3 separate regions of the Mus musculus genome follow, and regions 2 and 3 are each linked to region 1. A link is a contact called in public Hi-C and promoter capture Hi-C data. All regions are on one chromosome and are shown on one strand. The core of a region is the stretch at or near the end of the contact, and the rest is flanking DNA. Distances in the headings are between cores, read along the strand shown. Region 1 holds the start of Zbtb45 (zinc finger and BTB domain containing 45). Region 2 holds the start of Zfp667 (zinc finger protein 667). Region 3 holds the start of Zfp78 (zinc finger protein 78).

Region 1 (3,613 bases), core at 595-3,094:
CCGACGCTGCAGTGAGTACCTGCAGCGCTTCGCCCTGTGCCACCACCAACGAGCCGCTGTAAAGGAACTCGACCAGCTGGCGCACTGTCTGCGCAGGCACCACTGGTGGCACACGAATCTCTGAGTGGCCGAGCAGCAGTTTATCCTGAAAGAAGGGTGAGCCAGCGGCCAGCACACAGCGGTGAGCACGCAGAGAAGCCTCACGGATGCGCACGGTCACATCACAGAAGTGACCGCCTAGCCTCTGCCCATTGAGGGTCTCCAGTAGTGAGCGCGAAAAGTTCTGTAGGTGGATGTGGTGCACTGCCTCTGTGGCTGCCATCTGCAAGAGGAGGAGACAATGCGGATGGCTGTTTTCTTTTCTAGTCTACCCTAGTCAGATTTCCATATCCTAGTACCACGAAGGCCCCAAGCAGATCTATGACTACCTCAAGAACCAGGTCCCATTAACTACTGTTATGTGGAGGTTTTCAGAAGGGTGGGGAGGCAACTTGCCTCCTGGCCGAATCATTTAGGAACACCCCTTGAGGCTGAGGATTTGTGCCTGCCATACCCAAGGGAAGCAAATAAACAGTACATATAACAAGGCCTTTGCAACCTTGTTTCTTCTTTGCATCACCTGAGAGGTGCTAACTTTGGGCTTTGAAAATGCACCAGTGATGTGAAAGGCCAGCAAGCTGAAATTCAGTGTTGTTTAGCAATCCCCATAGTTCTTATGAACCCGAGACTATCATCCTGGCACTAATCATACTGAGGGAAGACAGATTCTTCCATCACACACACACACACACACACACACACACACACACACGCACACGCACACACACACACACACACACACACACACACACGCCCTCCGCAAAGGAGCTGGGAATCAGAATTGTCAGTTAACCCATCAAGCAAATATCTCCAGGTCTCTGGGCCTGTTTCCTTATTCAGCAAACAAGGGTGTTTCCCTTGGATCAGATTGCATACACTGCTCTAAGGGAAGAGAATCAAGATTCAGGATTCGCCCTGACCACCAGCCTGTCTCTCTAGGACAGACCCAGAGCAGGGCCCCATTTAATCCTGCCCCTTACAAAAGGACTACTGAGATCTCAGACTCAACGATTCTAGATCCTTAACACAAAAACACCCTTCCCTTTCTCTCGGAGTATTGCACACATTGTGTCAGTTACCACTGGCCTGGCCTACTGGAAGTCGCCATGCAGGGTCCCTTCCACACTCCCACCTCCAGGCCTTTCCCTCACGTGGCCGCCAGAGGGAGCCTGCGAACCGGGTTTATCTGGGACCTCTATGATGATGAATTAATTCTTCAAACCCACCAAGGCTTTGAACCTGTCTCTGCCAAGCGGCCTCCTTTTTCAAATAATATGCCAACCCATAACTCTTCCTCAACCCCATCCATACCCTACTTCTCGAACGCCCGGACTCCTCAGATGCAGCAGAACCTTCCTGAATGCCTCAGAACAAAGGCACACTCTCCCACATCTCCTACAGCATTCTCGCTACAACTCCCTCACCCATGCCATGCACCTTGTTCCATCAGCCTGTCTCACTCCCACCCTATCTATGCCAGAGTCCCCTTCAGGCCCGCTACATCTACCCCCAGTTTCCCGCCTCCGCACCCTGCCCCGATCCTGCAGCGCCCTCTTGTGTTCGCAACGTGCACACCGATCCTCACGCAGGCGTGCCGCTCCTGGCACGCCCCAGCCTTCTCTGGGACTCTGAGGCAGGGGGATGCCCGCTCGACCCCACCTCCGACTCCTCAGGCAGCAGGTCCTGCAGGTCCTCCTGCTTGTCAACTTGAAGGCCGCACTTCCGGGCGCTGAAGCGGAACAGATAGCCTCGGCACAGGCGGAACGATAGTCGGGAGCACGTTTCCGGTGTTCCTCTTTAGACTAGGCAGTCGTTGAGCAGAACTTCCGGTCTGGTCCGCGCCACAACCAAAATCGCAGAAGCTGGGGACCGAAGAGCTGGGGATCAGTAGGCAGAAGGAGCAGGAGTCCGTCGTCTCCAGGCTGATCCGAGCGAGCTGTCAATCACTCCTCGGGCCACGCCCTCAGTACTCTCAGCGGGTCTGGAGAGGGCGCTGGATGGAATCCAGAGGCTTTTTTTTTTTCTCCCAGGTGGCTTTTCTCTTACACGGGAAAAGTTTCTCTCTCTCTCTCTCTCTCTCTCTCTCTCGATTTATTTATTTTCTATTTATTTTATGCGAGTACATTATTAACTCTCTTCAGACACACCAGAAGAGGGCATCAGCTCCCATTACCGATGGCAGTGAACCGCTGAGCCATCTCTTCAGCCCCGAGAAGTTTCTCTTGAGTCACTTCTGCTCGCACCCCAGATGAAGAAGCTTTGCAGAGCTTCCCTGCAGTCATCTAAAGAACACAGGCCCACCTTCCCAAGGAAGCCTCCTCATTCGGTGCTCCCACCTCACCCCACCCAGACTCTCGGGAATTCGCTGCTCTATAAATGAATGGTTGAAGAACCCCAGCTTGGCCACAGATCAGAATAGAATGTAGGACACGAAGTGGGCTCGGAAGTAGTCAGATACCAAGGAGCAGGGACTAAGTGCGTAGAGGGAGAGAACAGCCAGAGAGTTGTCCAAGCGGGGCTCCTACGTGGTCCTTTTGTTGTCCAAGACACCCATGAACCAAACCTCTCAAGTGGTGGGTTGGCCTTCCCTTCCCCTCTGTTCTTGGGGCAATCAATCAACCACTATGTAAGGCAAAAGAGAGGCATAGAGCTCTGGGCCTCCGTGTGAATGGTACTGAGGAATCTAGTGGGTGGTGCCGCATGAGGAAGATGTCAGGATGTTTTGTTCCCCATCCTGGACCCATGCTGGGTAGCTGTGTTGTATGTGTGTTTGAAAGTCTGGGGAAGCCAGGCGGTGGTGGCGTATGCCTATAATCCCAGCACTTGGGAGGCAAAGGCAGGAGGATCTCTGAGTTCGAGGCCAGCCTGGTCTACAAAGTGAGAGTTCCAGGATAGCCAAGACTATACAGAGAAACCCTGTCTCGAAAAACCAAAAAAAAAAAAAAAAAACAAAAAAAAAAACCTCAGAGGTTGAGGCAGGAGCGTCAGAAGTTCAAGGTCACCCCCCAGATATCAGAGTTGAGCCCAATCTGGGTTACATAGGATGCTATAGGAGGGGGGGGACCCTCAAAATTTAACAGCTAGGAATGCTTGTAATCCTATTACTTGAGAGGGAGAAGCTGGACGAATGGGAGTTTAAGACAGCCTCAACCATAAGAACCTGCTTAGCAAAACAAAACAAAAACAATAAAAAACACCCAAGTAAATGAGCTGGGACAATTGCTTGCATGCATGAGATCCTGGGTTGAAATAATTAATAGCAGGCTAGAGAGATGGCTCAGCAGTTAAGAGCACTGACTGCTCTTCCAGAGGTCCTGAGTTCAACTCCCAGCAACCACATGGTGGCTCACAACCATCTGTAATGGGGTCTGATGCCTTCTTCTGGTGTGTCTGAAGACAGCTACTGTATACTCATATATACATTAAGGAAATAAATCTTTTTAAAAAGAGAGAGACAGAGGGGAAGGAAGGAAGGAAGGAAGGAAGGAAGGAAGGATGGATTAACAGCAAAATG
Region 2 (3,613 bases), core at 453-2,952, 6.7 Mb before region 1:
GCTCTCCTTCCCTATGCAATCCAATCATTTTGGTTACCTGGTCCTTTCACCTACTCTCTTTAGCCTCCTGGCCTCTTGGTCTAGCCCTCTTCTCTCCCCTCCTCCCTCTCCTCATATTGCTTAGGGTCATGTTCACTTTGGACTCTCTCAGACATCCGTGCCTCTGACTATGTGTCCCTTTATCTACAATAAACCTTCTCATCTACCATACCTAGGAACAGTCATGTTCTTCCCTTTTTATTTTATTTTAGTTTTCATTCACTGGGAAATGAATGCAACCTTTAGTCTCACCCTTTCTGGTCTCCAAGATAACGAATTCCCTGCCTCTTTTGGTAGTAACATCATAGTTTCTCCTGGATAGATGGAGGTTTTGAAAGACTTGTGAGAATCTGAGTCACACTTCTTCTTTGGAGCCTCCCACCCTGTACCCCCATTCTTGGACTGGGGCTCTCTCAGTCTCTTGGTTTCCCCTTTAGAGAAATGATGTGTAGAACTTAACCTCTGTGCTTCCCTCCTACTTCCTATTTCTGGGGCCTCAGGTAAGGTCCAATGTGCTTGGAACCTCAGTTTTCCCATCGGTGAAATGAAATGCTGTGTTTGCTCAGTAGTGCCGTTGTTTCCCACATGACCATTCAGATGTCACAGTTGACGCTCATCACTGTCTTGACTGAAGATCTAAATGAGTCACTTCCCTTTCTCTAGGCACTTATATTTATACGCAGGTTGGGTATACTGAATTGTGCAGCTGACAGCATTTCACTTGTGCACACACCAATGACTGTGTTCTTGCTAAGGGATGCCATAACAGGGTCTGGTGTCTAGTCTACCCTTATCCTGGTGATTGCTGTGCGACCCGAGAGTCATTCCTTGTCCTTCACTGAGCCTAGGGTTTCCTCAAGTATTACCCCTATTCTCTTTCTACTTGGTGAGATGTAAAGTGACTCCGGAAGTGGCTTGAATGGAGTTATAATTTGATAAGGTAGGACCAGAAATCATTAGGGTTGCTCAAGAGGTTTAGGGCAGGCCTTTCCCCTTTACGTGAGATTTATACTGAGTTCCTAGAAAATTTCAGGTTTATAGTTTGGGAGGGAGTACGGCCTTATAAGTGTTGAATTGTGCTGTGGAGAGTCTTCAATCAGACTCCAAGGTGGAACGCTCCTCTTCTCACGTGCCCATCGTTTCCCCCATGGCTTTCTAAACAGCCACAGAAGAAACTCTGTCCTCTCCTCTGAGGGTCACAAGGTCTCCAGACAGGCGACAACGAGGATGGAAACACCCTTTTGGGCGTGGATATCCTTAGTCTCTTGCCAAAGCCTGAGGTTGGCGGTACAAGCTCGCGGTTGCGCACGGCGTAAGGCGCGTGGAAGCCCAGTGAGTCCGAGGTGTGGAACGCTAGGAGAAGCATCCCGGAAAGGACGCATGCTGAATGGACTCTAACGGGAGCTTGGCCGAACCCCTTAGAAAAGCGCTTAGCGTAGGAGGGCGCACACGGGTCGGCAGAATAGCCAACCAAATTATTGAGGGCGTGGCCTCGCGCTGTCTCCGGGGTTCTGCGACTGCAGCGTCTAGTTGCGTGTCAGGGGGCGTGGCTCCGCGCTCCGGGGGAAGCCCTGGGGGCGGGGCCGCACTGGCCTGCGTCCTTCTGGAGGGGCGGGGGGACCGGGGAGAGGCCCTGAAGGGATCCCTGGGGGTCTGGGAGGCGAGTGCGCAGGCGCGGGAGCTCTGTTGCTAGCAGTTCTGTGGCAGCTGTGAGACGGAGGACGCAGCAGGGAGACAGGTGAGGGGGTCTGGTGACTGCGAGCCTTCCTTCAGTGGGAATGATTGATAGCGTGTGTGTGTGTGTGTGTGTGTGTGTGTGTGTGTGTGTGTGTGTGTGTGTGTGACAGAGAGACAGAGAGAGACAGAGACCTGTTTGCGTGGGTCGCTCTGGTGATCTGAGTTGATTCGGGTGCACGCCTGAAGCTTCGTGTATGCTTGGCGTATATTGTTTGTTGTGGGGTGAACACAGTATGAGAATCCTTCAGGAGACTCCACGTGTGTATATGTGTGTGCGCGAGAGAAGAGAAGTGGAAGGGGGGCGCGGGAGAAGGGAAGTGGGAGGGGGGAAGGGAGAGGGAGAGACCGACTAGGCCTGTGAGCCCCAAGAAACAGGTGCGAATACCACCAACTGCGTGATGTGACCAGTGTGCCCTGTGTAAAGGAAGACACTACAAGGGGCCGCTAGTGGATGTAGGAACAGAGTTCTGAGCATCTCGGTTGTACTTGTGTGTGAGTGTGATAGACTGATGGAGCTGTTTATCATAGTCTGAGGGCACTCGGCCTGTGGGGCCCAGGGACAGGTGACTGTACAGGTCCTAGTGGGAAAGGAGGCCACCGCAGGCTAGAGGGGCCCAAGGGTGTGGGCACACAGTTCTGAGTATCTCTATGTCACTAGCTGTGCTGGTGTGAGAGTGTTGGCGGGTGTGTTTGTGTGTGTGTGAGAGAGAGAGGCTGATGAAGTTATTTATCAAAGTCTAGAGATACAGTGAGCCATCAGATGACAATGGCTTTGTGAGTGTGTGCCAGTGTGTGATTGATCGTGCCTCATCTCATTTGTTACCGTGGCAACGGGCTCCTCTAGAGGAGGAGATGTGATGGCCTAGTCTGGGAAACTGAACCTGTTAAGGATGAGACTTTTCCTTCTGTACAAAGGGATAAATGGCGCTCATCAGAGTGTTGATGGAAAGGCTAAACGGACTGTGAAATAATACAGGTGAAATGCCTTGTACAATGCCTGGGACATACTGAGTGCGGTGTAGAGTCTGGCCTTTGTTGTAGTGCTGACGGTGGAGGTTTGCTGTTGTGTTGTTGGCCTGTGTACAGGTAGGGTTGTAGTGGTGAATTCCAAAGGAGTTTTAGTGTCTACATTTGGAATTTGGCCGTCTTTCACCTCTAGCAGAGGTTCTGGATTGAGCAGTGGTGCACACACCCTCCAGACTCCTTTTATCCCTAGGCAAGCAACCTGGCTTCTTGGTGTCTGCCCAAGAATGGTCCTGCGGGAAAGTTGCATCCTACCCTGACCTGTGGAACCTGTTGGGTGTCTTCCTTATCAAGGTAGCTTGAAGGCTTCAGTAGAGGAGTGGTGGGGAGTGGGAAGGGCCTCAGGCCAGACACCTTTAATGCTAGCACACAGTAGCCCATGGGAGACAGAGGAAGGTGAGTCTCTGTGAAGTCAAGTCTAGCCTGGTTTACAAATAGATTTCCACGACAGGGCTACACAGGCACTGCTCTTAAATTCAGAATGGAGACTCCTGTGGACACATGGGTAAAGAGGTTTCCTTAGTCCCTACTGGCTGCACTTTGTCCACATTTTTTTGGAGATAGCTGCCTAATGACTGACTCTAGTACACCATTTGCTTTCTCCACAGTCACCAAAGCCATTTTTATGCCGTGTAGCCACCTCCAAATTTTGTTAAGTAGAAAGTCTGATTAGTCTCTCTCCTGCTCAGTTCCTCTCACCTTTCCCCCAGTTATATCTTATCACAGAAACTGCTCACTGTCACCTTCCTGATCTGGTTCCACAAGCCTTCCTCACCTCACTCTGTCTTAGCACACAGCCATTTTTTTTCTTTTG
Region 3 (3,613 bases), core at 411-2,910, 6.6 Mb before region 1:
TTTCTAGTTTGGCAAAAGGCAGAAAAAAAAATCTGACTCTTGGGGTTGGGGATTTAGCTCAGTGGTAAAGTGCTTGCCTAGCAAGCCCAAGGCCCTGGGTTCGGTCCTCAGCTCCGGAAAAAGGAAAAAAAAAAGAAAAAAAAAGAAAAAAAATCTGACTCTTATATTTTGGTTCCTATGACATTGTCGTATTTGCTGCTTCCAACATTATGACATTCCCATTTTGTAGGTGAAACATATGCTGGTTTGCTGATCCCAGAGGTGATCAACATGAGTGGGAGGGAGGAGACAATCAGATGTAGAATAGTGGCTGTTTTTATTGTAGCAAAGCTTTCCCGCAAAGATCAAACTTCCAAGCCTTGCGTCGTGGGGGCTCACACCATTGATTTCAATTTGGAAGAAAACGAATGGATACAGAAAGATCAAGAGTTACCCATTTCGGAGGTTAGTCTGGGCTAACCACCTCAAATCTCCCTCTACAAAAATTATAATCTCAAAAACTAACAATAAAGATCGAGCTTGGTTAAGTAAGGGACAGTGACATCAAGGAGGCTCACAAAAGAGTGTGAGGGAAGCCTCACGAAAGGGTGGGGAGCCTAACAAAGAGCTGGCGCAAGACTCGCCCTAACCGACACGGCTAGGAATCCTGGGCAACCCTTCTGTATAATCACGCACTCAGCCACACACTGTCACAGCTCCAATCCGTTCTGCAAACAGTCTTAAATGGTGCCTTTCTCCTCAAATTCTGCCCTTTTTCTCTGACTCCTCTGAGAAGCCGCCCCTTCTCCTTCAAGCCCCGCCCTCACCTCGGGCTGCGGGGAGAACCTCCCTACTTGCTAAGCCCTGCCCCTCATCTCAGAATGCTGTAAACCCTCCCCTTTTCTGCTTAGCGCCAGGCTCACCATGCACTACGCTGAAAACCTGCTCTTTCGCCTCAAGCCCCGCCGCCCTCTAGATTTTGCTGAGAACCCGCCCCTTCTATACTAAGTCCCGCCCTCTAGAATCTGCTGAGAACCCGCCCCTTCTTCAAGCCCCGCCTTCACCTCTGACTGTGAGGAGAACCGCCCTACTGGCTAAGCCCCGCCCCTTCAGATTGCCGAGAACCCACTCCTTCAATGCTTAGCACCGCCCTCACACGAGCCGCTGAGAACCCGCCCCTTCTCCTCCAAGCTCCGCCCTCACCTCCGGAGGCGGAGACCAACCGTTCTTGCTAAGCCCCGCCCTCACCTCGGATTCTTCTGAGAACCCGCCCCTCCTCTAATCCCTGCCCTCACCTCACCTCACACAGAGCTGAGAACCCGCCCTACTTGATAACCCCGCCCCTCACCTAATACGGATAAGCTCCCGCCCCTTACCCACTTAGTACCGCCCTCTCCAGGGACTCTGCTGAGAACACGCCCCTTCTCCACCAAGCCCCGCCCCTTACTCCAGTTTCTTCTGGGAACCTTCCTATCTAAGCCCAGCCCCTCACATCAAACTTCTGAGACCCTTGCTCTTCTCTGCTTAGCTTTGCCTTCACCCTCAGTCTAAGAAACTGTTCTCCGTAGTACCCGCTTCTCATCGCAGACTTCGCTGAGTACACGCCCCTTCAGCCCCACCTTTCTCAGATTAAGCTCTTAGGTCGTCGCTGGCAGAGGCTGCGCTTGCGCACACATAGCTTGTAGGAAACCTCCCAGCGTTCCTCGGTTGACAGCGTCTGGGTAAGGCAGCTAGCGGGCGCTTGTTAGGGAGTGGGAGCCCGAGCGCTGCGGGCAGGGGAGATCCTCGTGGTCCCTGTGTTTTCTGTCTGGAGGTAGGCAGGCGGTTGCGTGGAATCTAGGGGGCACGAAAGCTCAGACGACTGGGCGTCCGGATCTAAGTCTGTGCTTGGGTGTGCCAGGCCCGTGCGTGTGTGAAAGGAACTGGGCTGTAAGTTTTCGGTGTGAGAGAGGGAGACAGAGTCTGAGAGAAATAAGTGCTGTGATTGTGAGAGAACTGTGAAATGTATGATGATAAGTGTGTCTTCCAGTGATCTGCATTACAGCACTTAAATGCTTGGAATCTCCAAAGTAATAAATACCTTGTTGACTGCTCTTGATTGATGGCTGACAAGACTCAAGGTAGTTTCAGAGTCGGTGCTGATCATCGCAGACGCTAAACGGGATTAGAGGATCAGTCCCAAACCCCATCCAGGAGAGGACAGGAGCTGAGGTTGATCACCAGATGCCAGTCCTTTTGTTGATGTTTCGAGACAGAATGTCATGTAATCCAGCAGTCCTCAAACTCTTTATGTAAGTAGAGGATGAGTTTGGAACTCTGATCTTCCTAACTCAGCCTTCCAAGTGCTGTAATTACAGGCGTGTGCAACCCACACTCAGATAAATGATTTACACAGCCATGCTTACGTGATGAAGTGTCCATAGCGACTCAAAAGGAAAGGATTCAAAGAGCTTTCTGACAGGAGTATTGTATCCCTGCATAGAAATCCTGAGAGGCCGTTGAGGGAAGTGGGTAAAGTGAAGATAGGATTGTGTTGGAGACTTCAAGATGTTGGAGATACTAGAGTCGTGGGGTAGCTGCAGCCTGAGTGTGGAACCAGCCCAAGACAGAGAAGTACGTGGCAGTCAGCAAAGCTGAAAGGATTCGGAGATCTGAATGACACAGAGATGCAGAATTTAGAGTTTGCCCTGCTTGTTTTCCGTCTTTGTTCTTTGGTCCAGTATTGATTTTCTTATTGTGCTCCTTTCTCTCCCTTTTGGAATGTGTTTTTATTTTTAAAGATTTATTTATTTTTGCTTGTATGGATATTTTGCCTGCATGCACAAATATGTACACCAAATGCATGGCTGGAGGCATGGATCTCCTGGAACTAGAGTTACAGGCAGTTGTAAGCTGCCATGTGGGTGCTGGGAATTGAACCCCAGTCCTCTAGAGGAACATCCAGTGTTCCTAACTGCTGAGTCATTTCTCCAGCCCCACTTTTGGAAATAATGTGTATGCTTTGGCATTGTATGTTGCGAGCATGTGATCTGCTTTTTAATTTTGACTTTACAGGGCTACAGTTATGAGATTGCATGAGTCTCAGAAGAGATTTTGACTTTGGACTTTAGTGTTGAGACTGTGATAGACTATGAAGGCCTTTGAAGTTGAACTGAGTGCATTTTTGCATTATGATATGGCTACAAGCCTAAGGGGGCCAGGGAGTGAAATGTGCTGGTTTGAATAAGAATGGCCCTCATAGGCTCATATACTTGAATGCTTAGTCATCAGGCTACTACTTGAGAAGAATTAGAAGGTGTGGCCTTGTTGGAGTGGGTGTAGTCTTGTTGGGGTAGGTGTGGCCTTACTGGAGGAAGTATGTCACTGGAGGTAGGCTTTGGGGATTCAAACGCCCAAGCCAGGCCCAGTGGCTCTTTCTTCCTGATGCCTGTGGTTCTGGGTGTAGAACTTTCAGTTACTTCCCCAGAACTTTGTCTGTCTGTCTGTCTGTCTGCCTGTGTGCCACTATGTCCCTACCCTGATGATAATGAACTAAACCTCTGAAATTAAGCAGGCCTCAGTGGAATACTTTCTCTTACAGGAGTGCCATAGTCACAGTGTCTCCTGGTAGATGTTAGAGGATATAGGAAGTGAG

Evidence for each region. Promoter capture Hi-C pulls out the DNA fragments that hold promoters and counts their contacts. Hi-C and Micro-C count contacts between places; a contact is called where the count stands out from the background.
Region 2: a Hi-C map of B cells shows a contact between it and region 1, with 7 read pairs. The contact joins the promoter of Zfp667 here to the promoter of Zbtb45 in region 1. A contact is called at or near these places in 3 of 39 promoter capture datasets (cranial neural crest, pre-B cells and second pharyngeal arch cranial neural crest), 1 of 484 Hi-C or Micro-C datasets (B cells) and 1 of 9 other capture datasets (liver).
Region 3: a contact with region 1 is called in a promoter capture Hi-C map of pre-B cells. The contact joins the promoter of Zfp78 here to the promoter of Zbtb45 in region 1. A contact is called at or near these places in 4 of 39 promoter capture datasets (cranial neural crest, frontonasal cranial neural crest, pre-B cells and 1 more) and 1 of 9 other capture datasets (liver).

The regions. Positions count from the first base shown.
Region 1 is chr7:13,008,008-13,011,620 of GRCm38.p6, forward strand. It overlaps Zbtb45 (zinc finger and BTB domain containing 45), which reads right to left and starts at 1,845. Exons shown (of 3, transcript NM_001360833.1): 1 at 1,629-1,845; 2 at 1-322. The coding sequence starts at 322.
Region 2 is chr7:6,284,878-6,288,490 of GRCm38.p6, forward strand. Zfp667 (zinc finger protein 667) reads left to right here and starts at 1,703. Exons shown (of 5, transcript NM_001024928.2): 1 at 1,703-1,777.
Region 3 is chr7:6,361,648-6,365,260 of GRCm38.p6, forward strand. Zfp78 (zinc finger protein 78) reads left to right here and starts at 1,661. Exons shown (of 5, transcript NM_001025163.1): 1 at 1,661-1,700.